Regions from separate parts of the Mus musculus genome. Here region 2 is linked to region 1. Evidence: chromatin contacts called from public Hi-C data. All regions are on one chromosome and are shown on one strand. The core of a region is the stretch at or near the end of the contact, and the rest is flanking DNA. Distances in the headings are between cores, read along the strand shown.

Region 1 (7,772 bases), core at 2,322-4,821:
CTTGGTGCTTTCGAGTCACAGAACCAGTAGCCTCCCCTAGTCAGACATTCAGCTGTCTGGCATTCCTTGGGCTCATCTCTACTGTATTTGTAGTGAAGAAAACTTCACTTATTTTTTTTTCCATCTCCCACTCAAGATAATAAGGAAACATAACTCATATGGGCCACTTATTTGTTTCTTGACCTGCCATATGTGGTCGGGAAGAAGAGCTACTAATGAATATGGGACCCTCTGGATCCTCAGTATTGTGAATAGGGAAAAGCAGAACTATTGCTGTTCCCAATGTATGATGACTTTACTGGCTTCAAAACAGTAGATACTCTATAGGAACAATGAAATTTGTAGTGAAAATATATCCTGAGCAATGTTTTGGACATGCCTTCAAAATATCACTTGTTATGTGAAATTCAAGTTTAACTTGGCACTCTGTACTGGTATATGTGTGCATTGAGCCTGGCAACTCCCTCTTTGTACCATTTTACAAACCAACTGTTTTCTGGCTATATTTCCATTTAAAAAAAGAAATTTTGGAAACATACAATCAACCATCTGTATTGGTGGGTTCCCTACTCATGGATTCAAACACCTTAGGCCAAACAAGACTGTGCCTACATTGGATGCATGCACAGTTTTTCTTGCCTTCATCCATAAATACTACAGTACAATGATTATAAAGCCTACATATTTTATCATGTTCTTAGTAATCTAGAGATGGGTTTAAATATATTAGACGGTAAGTGTAGTTTATGTGCAAACCCTATGCCATTTTATCAAAGAGGCTTCAACACCTGTGCAACCTAGTTTCTGTGAAGGTTCTAGAATTATTTCCCCATCGATACATACCAAAGGAGGATGCATGTGTTCTCTGATGGTAATCTTGCGGTGCCTTGTGAATGCAACATCCTGTGACAACGTAAAATTACATTGTGCAGGAATGCAACATCCTGTGACAACGTAAAATTACATTGTGCAGGAGCTTGCCTGAGGTCTCCCTAAGTCATCTTTTTCTTTGTTTGCCCAGTCTCCCATCAGCGACCCAGAATGAGCTTGTCAATTTGACATCATGGCATGATGGAGATGTAGCAAAGCAAATTGCTCATTCTTTCAAATGTACCATCTTGTTTGGTTTCTTCTTTGGTGTGCCTAACTCAATCCCATAAATTTAACATTGAGGCCTGTGGTTTGGTGAAACCCATCTGCTGCTGACTTGATTTAAGAAGTTAATTACTTTCCCCAGTCCAGGTACTTATTATGAAAGCCTTGGATAATAACATGACAGAGGGGAGGGCTGGGATTCTGTGGCCACTATGAGAGCTCCCAATTCTTTCCCGTTCATTTGCAGTTTAAGAAACTTACCCAAGGTCAGTCTACTGACAGTAGCAGAATCAGTGATAATTGATAAGCTTCAAGATAATAAAAACAAGATTGAGTTATAAGAAATGAAAAATCTATTTATGCAAATCCCCAGAATAACTCTTTTAATCAGTATAAATAAAGGTATACATTTCAGGTAAGTATTACTTAAAAAAATTCCCAACTTTAAAGTTGAGTAACTGTGGCTTCCACAAGAGTGGCTGAAGGCACTATATGAAGCAAAGGAGGTACATGGGAGAAGGCCCTCGGGACCAGCAAACAGTGAAGGGAACTCCCAGAAGAGCTGAAAATAGCTGGCATAATGGAGCCTTCAAGTCCTAACGCCACCCTGGGACTGTGAACTGTGTTTGTGGTGGGCCTCAGCCGAACTGAAGTCTGCTCCATTGAGTTCGCTGATTATACTCAAGGCCGAGAAATGGAATCATCTGTCATCAGATTTTGTAGGTCACTATCTGTCAAGCCACTTTCTTTCTTGACACCAAAAAAGCAAGGAGTATTTAAATGAAATACTTTTGACATTGTGATCATATATGACACTATAAAAATAGAGTTTCATAGGAAGATCAACAACTAATTCTGCTTGGTATTACTCCTAGGTTGAAATGTTCAGTGTTGGGCAAGGGATAGAGGGAGAGAAAATGTGGGATTTTTTTTTTTGCCTTTGCTAACTCAGCTGGCTTTCCAGCTGTCTCTGGGTATGCATGACAATCCATCATTGCTGTCTCCTGGGTAGTTTTTCTGCAGGTCATTCCCTGTGACTCCCTCCAATGGCTCTCCATCAGCCTTGCTCTGGTAAGGACTGGAGCCATAGAGAATATAGTTGAATACTTGCCTCTGGCTCCTGTTCTGGTCTTGGCAAGGGTAGACTCCAGGATGGAGACAGAGACAGGAATCTGGCTATGAGTATCTGTTCCAGCCAGGTCTCTTGCCAGCTTAAGATCTGGTCCTCATTTGAACACCTGAGATCCTGTTCCCCATCTCTCTGGTTCTGTGGTCTAGACAATTATTTCCACTGTCAGATACAGCAAGCGGTAAAACCTAGAAAAAACACAGGGCCTTGACAGTGAGAAATACTGATCTGTATGAATAGTTCAAAGCTCGTAGCACATAGCCCAGAATAGTTCCAGGAAGCCTTTTCTATGTGTGGCACTTGTAGTGACACTTCCTATCAATGCCCCTTAAGTTCTAGATTTATCCAATGAATATTTAACACTGGCATTGTTTCCCTAGAGACAAGGAAAGACCAAATGTTGAGTTTTAGCAAAGCAATGTCGAAAGCAGAATGTTGTATGTTGACAAACTTAGCCACTTCTATGAATGCATGTTGACTTCTGGTTTAGTCACAACTGGATGGTGGGTTCCTAACACCACCATAGCCTCTTGCTCCCAAAATTCATACTCAGCTTTATAGCAAAATTCCTTTGAGCCGGAAGCTGGAAAATTAAGAGTCCATATTAAAAAGCGGTAATTTGTGGGAAATACGCATTAAAGAAAGACTAATTACACTGCAGGCCTCTGTCAGGCTTCACAGTGCCTTCTCCTCTCTCCCCCACTTTGTCTCAGCACAGAGGACTTGTTTGATGTGCTGTTATTCAAGACCTTTCAACATCCTTTTTGAACACCTGTCTGGATAATTAGCCAAGCAGTAGACAGAGATCAAAGCCGTGGCTATTTTCTCTGCTCTTTGAACAAGAAGTGCCCCAGGTATCTGTCTGGAATTTGATATAAAAGAGACCTTGCCACAATGCAATAGAAAGATCCTGCCACAGTGGCATCCATCCTTAGACCCACTGATGATTTGACACGTGCTCCTGTCATGACAAGGCTTCTAAAAGTTTAAAGCTTGGCAGAGTGGTGGTGTTTTTCTTCTATAAACCCCGAGTAAACATTAAGTAGACAGCGTTTCTTCTTAGAGCTTTAAAGGGAAAAGGGACTGAATCTGTAAAAGCTTTCTAGTATGAAGCAAGGAGTTCAGCAAGTGTCCTTTGCCTGGGAGCTGTAGGGAGAAGCTTCCAAATTGTGGATGGGGTCAGAACTAAGCCGTGTGGCCTCATTCATAACTTCACAGCTACCAGCATCAGCTGATGAATATTTATGTTACTCCTGGCTTAGACCAGAAAGACAAATAAGAGGCGGGGGAAGTTAGCAAAAGGTCGTCTGAACTCTGTGGGATTTTTAACCAACACTTTCCATGCGCGAGCAGTAGCCCTGAATGAAGTCATTCTGTGCAGGGGCCTGGGCTGGGAGAGCAGCCTGTTCATTAGCGCTCTGCAGAAATTGAACCTTGTGCATTCGTGAGGTCCTGGAAGGGAAAGCCTTTTACTTAAATCAAACACACAGGGTACATAGCTACCTTATTATTATTATTTTGGGAGAGGTAAATTATTGCAAATTGCTCCTTGCTATATAATAACTTTAATGGTTCAAAGAAAGAGCAAAGGAGCGAAGGAGATCTTTTAAAATATTTTTTAAAGGAGCGATTTCAGTTTGGAGTAATGTTTTAGAGAGTGACAGATTCGGGAAAAATGTCCTAATGTGTATGAAATTGATTAACTAGGTCTACTAATTATCACAGTTAAGCAAATTATTGTCTTAAAATGTTGTGGAGTTTTTACTTCAGGAGACTGGCCCCTCATCCCCCTGCTGAAGGACTAACCACATTTGATCACTTGCACACTTTCGCCAATCCTCCTTGGCTGTTTCCTTTCGCCATTACTGTCACCTTTGTTTCTCCTTTGCTTGTGCTATAATTGCCACCTCCAGCTTAACCCAAGGCTGTAGGAAGAAGGCAAAGGAAACACACAAAGGGGGGAAAGCATTAGACTAGCTAACACTTTATGGTCATTTGGGTTGAGGACAAGGCTAAAATATTTGGCCACAGTGCTATTTCCTTTGAACATTGGTTTCAGTGCCACTGTTTGACAGGCACAGTGAGGCAAGTGTCCATAGTGGGGGTACCCAGGAGCACTTTATCCCTATGAAGATGGAACCCATGTCGTTTACTAGGGAACCACTTTCAAGAGACACCAGGAAGTCAGATGGTTTTGGAGAACAGCTTCAAAGAGACCCTAGAATAGAGTTCTACCTGCGAGTTTGTCTCGAAATAAGAGGGGCAAAGGTGTTGCTTAATGTTTTGGGGGAGACAGTAGTTTGATTGAAAATCGCCCTCATTGGTTCGTGCATTTGAGTTTGCTCTCTGCTGTGTGGGAACTGTTTTGGGAAGGATTAGGAGGTGGAGGTAGGACTTGAGATTTTTCAAAAAGCCCCACCAGGCCCAGTAGCTCTTTCTGTTTCCAACTTGCAGATCGGGATGTATGCTACTAGCTTTGTCTCCAGCACCCTGACATAGTAGTAATGGACTAACCCTTTGAAACTGTAAGCAAGTCTCCAACTAAACGGTTTCTTTTATAAGTTGCCTTAGTCATGGTATCTTCTCATAGCAATAGACAAGAAACTAAGACCATACAAGGACTTACCAAGGGACAGGCCTGACCATGCTGCTGTTTGTGACTTTGGATTAGGAAAGTGGTTGAACACTGTCAGTGGGGTTTCAAAGGCCTTCCTGGTAGGACTGTGGGAGACAACTGAGAACAATGAAGACTGTGGTGGATCAGCTTGGGGGGCATCAGAAGGGAAAAATATTATCATGGGAGCTAGAGACCATTCTTGTAATTTTTGCAAAGAGTGTCGCTGCTTATTGCCCTGGTCCCAAGAGTCTGTCTGAGACTAAACGGGACAGTTTTGAACTAATATTGACAGAGGGTATTTCAAGACAGCCCAGTATAAACTGTGCCTTGTGGCTATTAGCAAATGCTCCTCTGAAAGTTTACAAATGAGGAAGAGCAAGCAAGGCAGAAGGGATACAAACTGAATAGTTGGAGGAGAAAAAGAAAATCAGGGAGTGTGATGTCGGAGCTAAGGACTTTTGTTGCTGAGAGGGAAGAAGAACTCAGGCACAAATGAAGTAAGTGCAAAGCATCATGAGTTTGGGGGCCAGAGGATGGCTCAGTGGGTAGAGAAGCATGCTACCAAGTGTGGTAACTGGAATTTCATCCCTGGAGCCCAAGTGGTATCAGGAGAAAACCAGCTTCCACAGCTTGTCTTCTGAATACACACACTTACACACACACACACACACACACACACACACACACACACACACACACACACACATGAGAGAGAGAGAGAGAGAGAGAGAGAGAGAGAGAGAAACAAGGCTCTGTCTTTCTATCTCCAACTTGCAGATGATATAAGATCTTAGCTACATAGCCAAGATTCAACTTAATAATATTTGTAGAAACTCTATCTTAAAAATGTAACATCAAAACCACAGTTTGTTGTATGAAATTTTAGCCCTCATTTCACCTTTGGTTTGAGGATTAAGGAAGCATTCATTTACCTTGAAATTTAAGCTAGTGGCTAAGCACTTCTTGTACATTTTCAGACTTATATGACTGATGAGAACACTTACTGAAGTACATCATATAGATGAAGATTCTGTGTCATAGTGCGTGGCCTTTTTACAGGAACAATAAAGCTCTATGCAAAAAATAACACGGCAGCTGCTGCAGCTACTTTACTGAGAGCGTTCCTAGGACGTAAATGAATAATAAAATGGCATCTCTCTGAAGTCAGGAGAGTCTGAGCCTATCTCAAAGTGCATAGAACTTTAGAGCTAAGAAGATTATCGAGAGCTATCCTATTTGGGCCTTTTCCCATTTGAGAACATTTTAACAGAGCTGAGTTGTTGGCTACTCTGATGCTATAAGTAGGAACACACCAATAATGCCATTTCAGGATGGAAGAATCCAAAGGCTTTCTCAGTGTTTTGTGCTTGGTACTATCTGGATTAATTTTTATGGAATACTCAAAGATCAACTAAATCAAGCTCAGAATTCTACAGACCTCTTCAGAGCTTTTATATTTCTTAAACACAGAGTAATAAAGCTGGAATAAGCTGCAAGGTCCTATAAAGCAGGAGAGCACTAATATTTGCATGCTCAGATGCTGAAACTCCATATAACAGCCTAGGGAGGTGGCTCGGTAGCTAACGTGCTTTTATCACAAGCAAGAGAAGGGAGCTCTGATCCCCAGAACCACTAGAAATGCTGGCTTGGCATGGTGATTCCCAGGCATTTCTCCCTAGGGATGCAGAGACAGGATTCTCATGCTACTGGCCAGTAAGACTATATTAGTACACCCTCTCCTTGGCAAACTTTCTCTTCTAGTTGGGTCCTTTGATCTGTCTGGTCTCTACCTCATAACATTTATTTTTTAATCACATAAGAGACATACAAGAAATAATTATTAATCAGTGAAAATTTTGCAATCCAAGAATTAGCGGATCCAGAATAAAACCAGCAGTAGCCATAGGGATGTGGCACATGTGAGTGTAGCACAGACCTTCAGGGCAGGAAAGGTTTTAGTGATTTTTTTTCCCTCCTTTCAGCCTTAGTTGACCCTCACTCCTGGTATGGTAACTCCAAAATAATTCATGTTCTGCCTGTAGATGGCGACATCTGAACTCTTTTCCTTGGTGCTGAGACTATGAGCAGCAGGTTTCATCCCACAGGCAGGTGAGAATGTGAACTGATGTCTGAAAAGGAAGCAACAGGGGCTGTGGCTGCACTCAACGGTTTCTATTACATTTGGTGCAGAAACCATTCCCGGAGGCACAGAACATCTAGGCTGAGTGTGTGCTCAAGGATGATGGGGAATGTGAACCCTGTCTACTCACTAGGACATATTTCAGTCATTATAATGTGGCAGAAGGAAGTGTGTGTCATATTAAAGAGTGGCTGATTAAGAGTATTTTTGAACTATTAATACTATCTGCCCATCAATTTTCTCTTCAATTATTGGACTTTTGCTGTTACAAATAAGACTTCTTAGCCCAAGCCAAAGACCACAAAGAAGTTTTCTCTTTCTTTTTCCTTTGTGAAGTTTCATAGTTGCATTTTTATTTAGATAGAAGATATTAATTTAACTTGTATACAAGGTATGAAGTATGAAATTAAATTATATGTATTTTGTATAATTGTCAAATGCAGTGTGTCGAATACCAACTTTTCTGTCTAAATGCCTTTGAAGCACTGGGGAAAATAAGTGAACTCAGTGTGATGGTTAGTTTCTGGCCTCTTTGTTTTGTTACCTATATATCTATTCTTGACTATTACAGAAGAGTCATTAGTTTTTAAACTTGGGCAGTGTGAAAGTGGGTTCCCCTCTAAGGACATCTGTGGGTCCTTTGCCCCCTTTGTGAACATAATCAGATGCTCTGAGCTCAGCTTCTGCATCGGTAGAATATAGAATTTTATGAACAGCTGTCCATTCCTTCCTCCTTTTCTCCCTCTTTCCCACATCTTCGGTTTCTCGGTGGTTCTGGGGCTCTGGATCCC
Region 2 (7,772 bases), core at 2,009-4,508, 840 kb before region 1:
AAATTCCCAACCAGACAAGCAAGCAACCAACCAACTAAGCTGGCCACGTTCATGTTCTGATTGCCCCACTTTATATTTTAACATTCCAATTGTTTAAAAATCTTTTAATTTATGTGTGATAGGCATGGGGAAATGCATGACATATGAGCAATACATGGATTTTCAAAATATAAAGAAAATAGACTGGTCCAGAAGTCTGGTCTAGAGTCCAGAAGAAACTAGATTTCCTTCTAGTTCTGTCTAAGGCTAGCGGTTACCCTGACTTCTAACAGCTTATCTTGGTTTTGTTTGCTTTTTATACTCATACAGATGGAGCTAGATAGTATACTTTTTTTGTTGTTGTTGTTGGATTCTGTGTTCACAGTCAGTTATGCTTCTGTGGATAGCTGTAAATCACTCTCATTATATACATTATTCCTTTGTATGACTAAACCATGATTTGCAATCAGCTGATGGATTGCTTGCTGCCAGTGTTTGGATATTTTTAATAATATTGCTTATAGCAATTTTTCCATCTCTTGATAAATATCACTACCCATTTCCCATTTCTTGTTAGCTCTCTCCCTAGGAATAGAACTGGGCAGGGGAAGTGCATGTGTTTAGTTTTGGTTGATATATTAAGTATCTTTATTCTGTCTTTCCATCCCCCTTTTCCTTTCCTGGCTTTCTTCCTCTATCCTCCCATCCTCTGTTCTCTCTCCGTCTCTCTCTCTGTCTGTCTCTGTCTCTGTGTCTCTGTCTCCCTTTGTCTCTCTCTGTCTCTCTCTCTCTCTCTGTCTCTCTGCAATTGTCAGGATTCTGGGTAAGGGGGAATAAATTAGGCTCAATGGCAAATAACCCAAAGAAATCCAATGGCCTTTGAATTTTTGTCTCACAAGTGGTCAGTTTCAAACTAATGTGAAAGAAAAAAATGCCAATCCCTTTCATAAACAATGCAAGTCATTTGTCACTTCACTCTTTTTTTTTTAAGTGCTTTATAACACAGGGGAGAACTGCAAAGCCCAGAACCCATCAATGATTGCATTAGAAGTCTGCCAATCTCTTGTCTTCCCTTCTGCTGATGTGGTCGATGATGAAGTTTAGAAGCAAGACTCTGCTGAAAAGCAGATTTGCCTCACGTGAAAGCCAGTGTAATACCTACCCAAAGATGAGCTGACTCCTTATCTGACATCAGGCTGAGGCAGGAGACTGCCTTGAAATCTCTCAGTGGGCCTAACCGATAACTTGAGGCTATGAGCTGACAAGAGTTTCAAGTGGTGGTCAGAGAGTAAAGTGACCACAGAGGAAGGACTATAGAGATACAACAACATGACTAGCTTGGAAGCTGGAGGGAGGGGGACCTGTGAGCCGGTGGGTGTGAGTGGCCTCTAGGGCTTGAAAAATCCTTCCTAAGAGCTTCCCGAAAGACATCTTCGGTTTATTCCAGAAGCTTTCTCAGAAACCTTTCGACCTACAGAATTTGTGGTTAAGAGTGCCACCGAAAAGCAACACAACATAAACCATCCAAAGAGAGAAAGCTGAAAGCTGAAAGCCCTTCTAGGCCAATTTCAGAGCAGCAGATCTGCGAATCCACCCATCCTGAGCCTGGCAGCCCCTCACTCACCAGCTCCTGGAGACGAAGGCTCGAACACACTGGAGGAGTCGCTGTAGGTGTTGGAAGCTTGCTCTGAAAGCTTCTTCTTACCACTTCCCTCTGACGACTTGTGCGACTTCTTCTTGTTTTTCACCAAGATTTTATACATTAAATCCATAGGGCTTGGAAGAGGTACCCCAGATTCCAGCTATTTAAAAGAAAGCACAGCCTTTAAAAATACTGTCCTTCCTTCCAGGCACCTCTCTAATCCCACTGCTTTGGATAGCACAGCCTCTAGATTGGCATCTACTATATTCAGCATAGTTCACGAAAGCATTCTAATTGTGCCCTGCATTTGTTTTAAATAAAAGATGCTTTTAAATGACCTAACTCATTTTCTACAATGAAACTACAAAAAAAAAAAAAAATGAGGCCACGGAAATGTACAGGTAGATTTAATGGTCTGACCTTGGACTCTCAGGCATTTTCTGACGGGCCCTGCAAGTCCAATCATTTTACTGCAGATACATAAATCATCTCTGACCTGAGTCTTTGGGAAAAGGCCAAACATTGGACAGAAAGAATTGTTGAAGTTGGGTAAAAGTTTCCAAATAAGTCACTGTTTCAGACAAAGCGTTAGGGGCAGCAACATCTTGTGTTGGTTTCGGGTGGGCTTTTAGCATCAGCCAAATCAGACATAATTTCAGATTTTCCTCTTGCCCCTAGATCTGAGCTGTCTTACTGAGCCTTACTTCACTGTTGCAAGTTTGTCCATATACTGGGAAATCAACTTCCCATGAGAAGGTTATAAGTTACTGTATCAGGGAGCATGTGCAAGACACAAGACAGGCTTATTTTTAGAGAGGCCTTTGAAGTCCCACAAGCTGGCCCTCTATCCTTTGCTTGCCATGAGTCTGGGGACCAGTATGAACTCACTTGAAAATATGCAGATACTGGGCCAAAGTGTCCAGGAAGAAGAGGCTTCTTTAGGTTCTGGCTGCTCTTTGCCTTTATGAACAGGGATGGGGCTGCTACCCATCCACTGGGCAGGGTCCTCTTACTCAGGAGTCCCAGGGAGATGAAGAGAAGATCTTCCCTTGTTCTAAGCTGGGCCCCCTGAGGACCTGAGCCTGGGACCTGGAGTTCGTATGCTCCATGTCTTATATAGCTTCAAGCACAGAGAGCCAGGCTTCTACTGCTCTAGGCTTAAGAAGCTAAAGATGTATGGTGACATGGTGACAGGCTTTCAGTCTGAGCTTTAGCCACCAGTAGTCTGGAACTGGGCAGCTGTCATGATCCTCTGCTTCCTGCAGCAGTGATCAGCAGCAAGGCACTATTGCCTGCTTGTGCTCTATCTCCTGAAAGAGCTTAGGGTGTAAGGACCCAGAGCACCTAAAATCCTAGTATTATAGGTCTCGATCCTGGGAACTTAAGGCTTAGCTTTCTTTGTAACGATTTCTATTAAATACGGCCCAGTTTCCCTTCCCTGTTCTTTACAGTTCATTATTCGTCCAGCACCTTTGTTCCTCACCTTGGTCACTCTTTGGAATCCCAGTGTCATCTGGTGCTACTCTGCTGCTGCTCCTACCAGCTCCTCTTCCTATCCCCAGTTCAGCCTTAAGAGAACAGCAGGCTAGAGAATTGTCTTATGGACTGCTCATGCTGCAACACCAGGGGGCAGCACTGAAGGCCATCTCTCTGTGGAGTCACAGTTAAACAGCTTGCTTCCATTCTACAGTGGTGAAGGGGGCGTGGCAGGTGTGTCCGAAACCCATTGCATTGCAGAATTCCCCACACCAATTAAGTACTGTGCTTGCGCTAACCACAAATTTCTGCTGGGCCACCAGGAACTGTGCTCCCCTCTGCCGTGGGTGAATATGGCTGTTCAGAGGTCGCTGAGGCTGGTGATGGCGAGAAGTCTGGTGCCTGCTGTTTAACACAGAGGTAGCGAGAATCGTTTTGCTTTGGCAGCAAGAAGCTGCAGTTTCAGCACAGCTCCCTCAAGGCAGGCATATAATGCTCAGGGCTGTCAGGCTGCCATAAGGGCAGGCCAGCTGGCTGCTAACGAGGGGCTACTTGGCCGACAATCCTCTGTTCAAGCAGCCAGACACCCTGGGCAGGGCTCACAACTGTCCATTAGGGAATCAGATTTACTCAGCTCCCCAATATCTTGTTTAAAGGAAAAATAAGCAATAAGAGAGAGGCTTAAATAGTATTTAGTGACTATTTATTCTTTGCTGGATACCCATGGGGAGAGTTGGGGCATTTCATCGGTTCATGGATGCAACTGAAGTTGAGTGTTTTCTCAAAGGTAAATGTAGGTGGTGGACAGCAGGTGGCAGAAACAGGCTTAGGAACCAGTATTGCCACATTTTGCATTCACTTCCAAAGGGTGTGACAAAGATCCATTGGGGGGTGGGGGGAGATGGTGGTATTTACAGAGTGCTATCTCCTCTTGGACTGTCTTTTATGAGCTGACTCTCACTGCTGAGGACTTTGTAATCTTGACTGACAACTGAAACATTCTCTCCTAGAGGGAAAGAGGGAGGCTGATGATGTTCCGGAAGTAAGGGAAGTCAACAAATCTCACACACTCAGGAAGTTCCTGAAACCTACAAGCTTCTCAAGGCCTCTTTCCCTAATTATACCAGCAGTATGGACTGCTTGGGGTGGGGTGGGGTGGGGTGTGAATCGGGAGAGGACTGTTCAACCGGTCTAGCTGCTGACTTGTCAGGCAGGGAGCACCAGGGATATAGCATCCATGAGTTGATGCCCATGCTGAAGTGGGCTTTTGGATTATGTAGTTACCTTTGAGTTATTCACACCACTGTCAACAACCTTTCATCCATATTCCTATAAGTAACTCCCTGGTACCAAATTAGACTTTGGTGGAATTACTACTTTGGCTTGTCCTCAGTAACTTATTTGGGGGTTAATAGACATTTGTTCACAAACACTAATGGTGTCACTTTAAGCAGAGGAGGGATAAGGCTGGATAAAGAAAAGGAAACAGACACATATTTTCTGACACCAGTCAGCTCAGATCTCGCTGATCATATATCTACAGAGAGGACATATCTCCCCAGCTGTAACTGATAAATGTTCTCCTTCAAGGGAGCAGAGTGCAGCTACTTACTGGGTATTTTTCCAGTGGTTCCATCAGGAGGGCATCACCAAAGATTAATCGGCAATACTCGGCCATCTTGGCTTGTTGCTTCGGGCTAAGAGCAAAAAGAAAGAAATTATGGGGTTTATTCAGAGAGGTGTCCTTTGTATTACTAGCACAGAAAGAAGTCAGTCAGAATCAGTTTCCATTGTTATGAAGCTCTTTCCTAAACATCACAAGTACCCACACACTCACACACGGGCAGGAGGCAGGGTGGCTGTGCAGGGCTATTTTTAAGGTCACCGTACACAACCCAGACAAGGACACAACACATCATGTCCCTGTCTCCAGATTCATGAGATTTCTAGAGTTAAAAACTTTGTTCCTTTTGTTGGATTGCCTGGTTCTATGTCAACTGCAAGGCTCCTGGGGTTGGAATATTTTTGTGGCTCCATGTAAATTCTTGGATAAAATGTATCACAGCAACAGAAAGCAGAAACAGATTATTTATAAGGAATCAAGAGGGGAAAGAAGAGTGAGAAAGAAAGAGAGGAGAATAGATGGAGAGAGGGAGCTTCATATGTCTAGGAAACCATGCAGAAGTGTGTGTGTGTGTGTGTGTGTGTGTGTGTGTGTGTGTGTGTGTGTGTGCGTGCACACATGGGCGATGCTGGAAGGATACAGCAGGGTTGGCAAAGGCTGTCTCCAACTCTTTTCTTCCCTGTGTTTTGAGACATGGCCTCACTGTGCAGTCTAGGGTGGCCTGATGGTTGAGAACCCCCTGCCTCAATACCCTGGGCGCCAGGATGACAGGCACACACACACCTCTATGCTCAGATTTGCTTGTCAGCAACTTTTCTGTGCAGAAAGAGTAGAGCAAAGCAGGGAGTAACCCAGGTGGCTGCCAGGAGGAAACTGGTCTGACAGGAGCAAGAGTTCAGGGTTTTCTGAGGTGAGCTTCTGGCTCTGAACTGCTTTGAAACTGTACAAGGAGAAGGATTTTAACTGCTTTTGGAACCAGACAAAGGATGCTGAGAAGATACAACAGAGTAACAGTTGCAAATGCCTTTGAAGAACTACACGAGCGAGAGGTATATAAAGTGATCTCATGGAGAGGAGACGCCTGGTCTGCGGTTAGCCCAGAAACTGTACCTCCAGCCCTTGTAAAGATGCTGTTAGAGGGAACATCTGAATGCTTTCAGCACTCCTGTTTCCCTTGACCTTTTCAGATGCAATTAAAAACCCAGTTTTCTCATCTTGTGCAATGATAAACATCATTACACAGCACCCAGTACTGCTGGGTTGGGTTTACGATCTACAAACTGAGGGTCCGAACTTCCCCTGGTTATATTGCAATGACAAGCAAAAAAAAAAAAAAAAAATGTAGTAAAGAGAAGACTTAGTAACTATGATGCAAATGATGGTGTTTTACCTTAAATCATAAAGATTAGGGGCTGTAATTTGTATTTTGACTCCTTCCCTGAAGGGGAAGCCTGGAACACACTGTTTTCTGGGAAGGGACACTTAGACTGAAGCTCTGCTTCAGTGCAGGAGGAAAGTGCTCATTATAGCTGTCTCTAACAAAAATGAATTGTGTGCTCTATGGTCAGGTGAGCTTTTGGGGTTCAGGTGTCAACTCTCAAAGTTATTATCTTCTTGGAACTGCGGGGAAGTTAAAGGAAAGATTCCAAGAATTTGCAAAGCCCAACGCAACAATTTGAGATCTTTCTCCAGAGACAAAATCTTCTTATGTAACTAAAGCTTACTTCACACTGTGTGTATCCCAGGCTGGCTTCAAACTTGCAATCCTCCTGCCTCCACTGGGATCATGTCCACAGCAAAGCCTTACACTTCTACACTGTTCCCTGTCTTGCTTGAGCAGGACTTTACTGCATGGTTTACATAGCCCTAAGAGAAGAGGATGACGACTCTCAGAAGTGTGAGAAAGGGATGACCAACCCTTGACTAAATCCTGAATCATACTGGAGGTTGCACTTTAAGGACAATTCATTAGAAACTATATAGATGGGACCTTTGGGGCAGGCAGGGAGTGGTTGATGGGGTAGATGACTTTTGCCAGTGGTAACTTACACAGGAAGTCTGCCAGGTCAGCCTGCTCTTGGCTGCAGCTGAGAACAGAGCATCTGTGCTGGGCACTGTTCTAGGCTGCATTAAAGAACACGGGAACAACACAGAGAGCCTGCATTTTGAGCAAAGCTGTAAGGTAATCCTGATAAGAGCAACTAGTGAGCCACATACATGTGCCATTCTGATCACCTGGAGCATCAGTAAACTGCAGACTCATACTTAGAATCTATAGGGCAAACATGCAGGTATTTCTAAGAAGTTTCCAGAGAACATATGCTGTTGGTCCGAGAATGGCTTTGAGAAAGAAGTCTGTGTGAATACAAGGAGAGGAAGATGTAGGTATCCAAGAAATAAGTGAAATGTGAAATTCACTTACCAGGTTGCTCATGTTCTCACACAGTGTTCTTTTAATAGAACAGGGAGAAAAGTGAACACACACACACACACACACACACACACACACACACACGTGCGCGCACGCACGCGGAAATTAAAGAGACTTTAATTGTAGGTCAGACCCACAGAAATAAATGACATTAAGACTGCAGTTAATGAATAAAGACAAGGCAAAGTTTTTAAAGTATCAACATCAGCCACCATGGTAATTAAAATTAAAGGGATGAAATTCACAAATATATTACGTGCTTCAAGCCACAGCAGATATTTCTAAACATATTAAAATATCCACAAAGCATCTGCCAAATAGGTCAGTTTGTGTGTGTGTGTTGGTTCATATTCTGTATTCTAAGGCCAGGCTAGCTTGGTTTGAGTCACACCTCAGCTGCATAGCCTCAAGCATGCTAAATGCTCACTTAGGATTCAGGTTCTTTACCTGAAAGACAAGGATGACCCCGTTCCTTTGGGGAACAATAGGGTTTATAGCAAGGGTTGCACAAAAGGCTAACATATAGGGAACAGTGTTTGGTGCAAAATACATATTCAGTAAATGTAACCTTTTCTATGTTGTGGTGATTATGGGTGTGGCCTCTCTGCCTACTTCAAGGG

Evidence for each region. A called contact is a pair of places that touch in the nucleus more often than the background predicts.
Region 2: a Hi-C map of stem cell-derived neural stem cells shows a contact between it and region 1, with 3 times the contacts expected there. The contact joins two enhancer-like sites. A contact is called at or near these places in 1 of 15 datasets of contacts at CTCF or cohesin (pro-B cells), 22 of 484 Hi-C or Micro-C datasets (the BV-2 cell line, the G1E-ER4 cell line, LSK cells and 13 more), 4 of 115 datasets of contacts at active chromatin or transcription factors (acute myeloid leukemia, astrocytes, embryonic stem cells and 1 more) and 1 of 9 other capture datasets (embryonic stem cells).

The regions. Positions count from the first base shown.
Region 1 is chr2:134,482,005-134,489,776 of GRCm38.p6, reverse strand. No RefSeq gene overlaps it. Among named protein-coding and RNA genes, the nearest start is that of Gm52526, 42 kb to the left of the region's middle. Within about 2 kb of position 3,571, at least 15 of the 459 cell types and tissues checked have an H3K27ac peak or open chromatin away from gene starts, as enhancers often do. A contact at or near this core is called in stem cell-derived neural stem cells, where this site is marked.
Region 2 is chr2:135,319,632-135,327,403 of GRCm38.p6, reverse strand. It overlaps Plcb1 (phospholipase C, beta 1), which reads right to left. Exons shown (of 32, transcript NM_001145830.1): 13 at 4,710-4,794; 14 at 1,604-1,781. Among named protein-coding and RNA genes, the nearest start is that of 4930545L23Rik, 110 kb to the right of the region's middle. Within about 2 kb of position 3,258, at least 32 of the 459 cell types and tissues checked have an H3K27ac peak or open chromatin away from gene starts, as enhancers often do. A contact at or near this core is called in stem cell-derived neural stem cells, where this site is marked.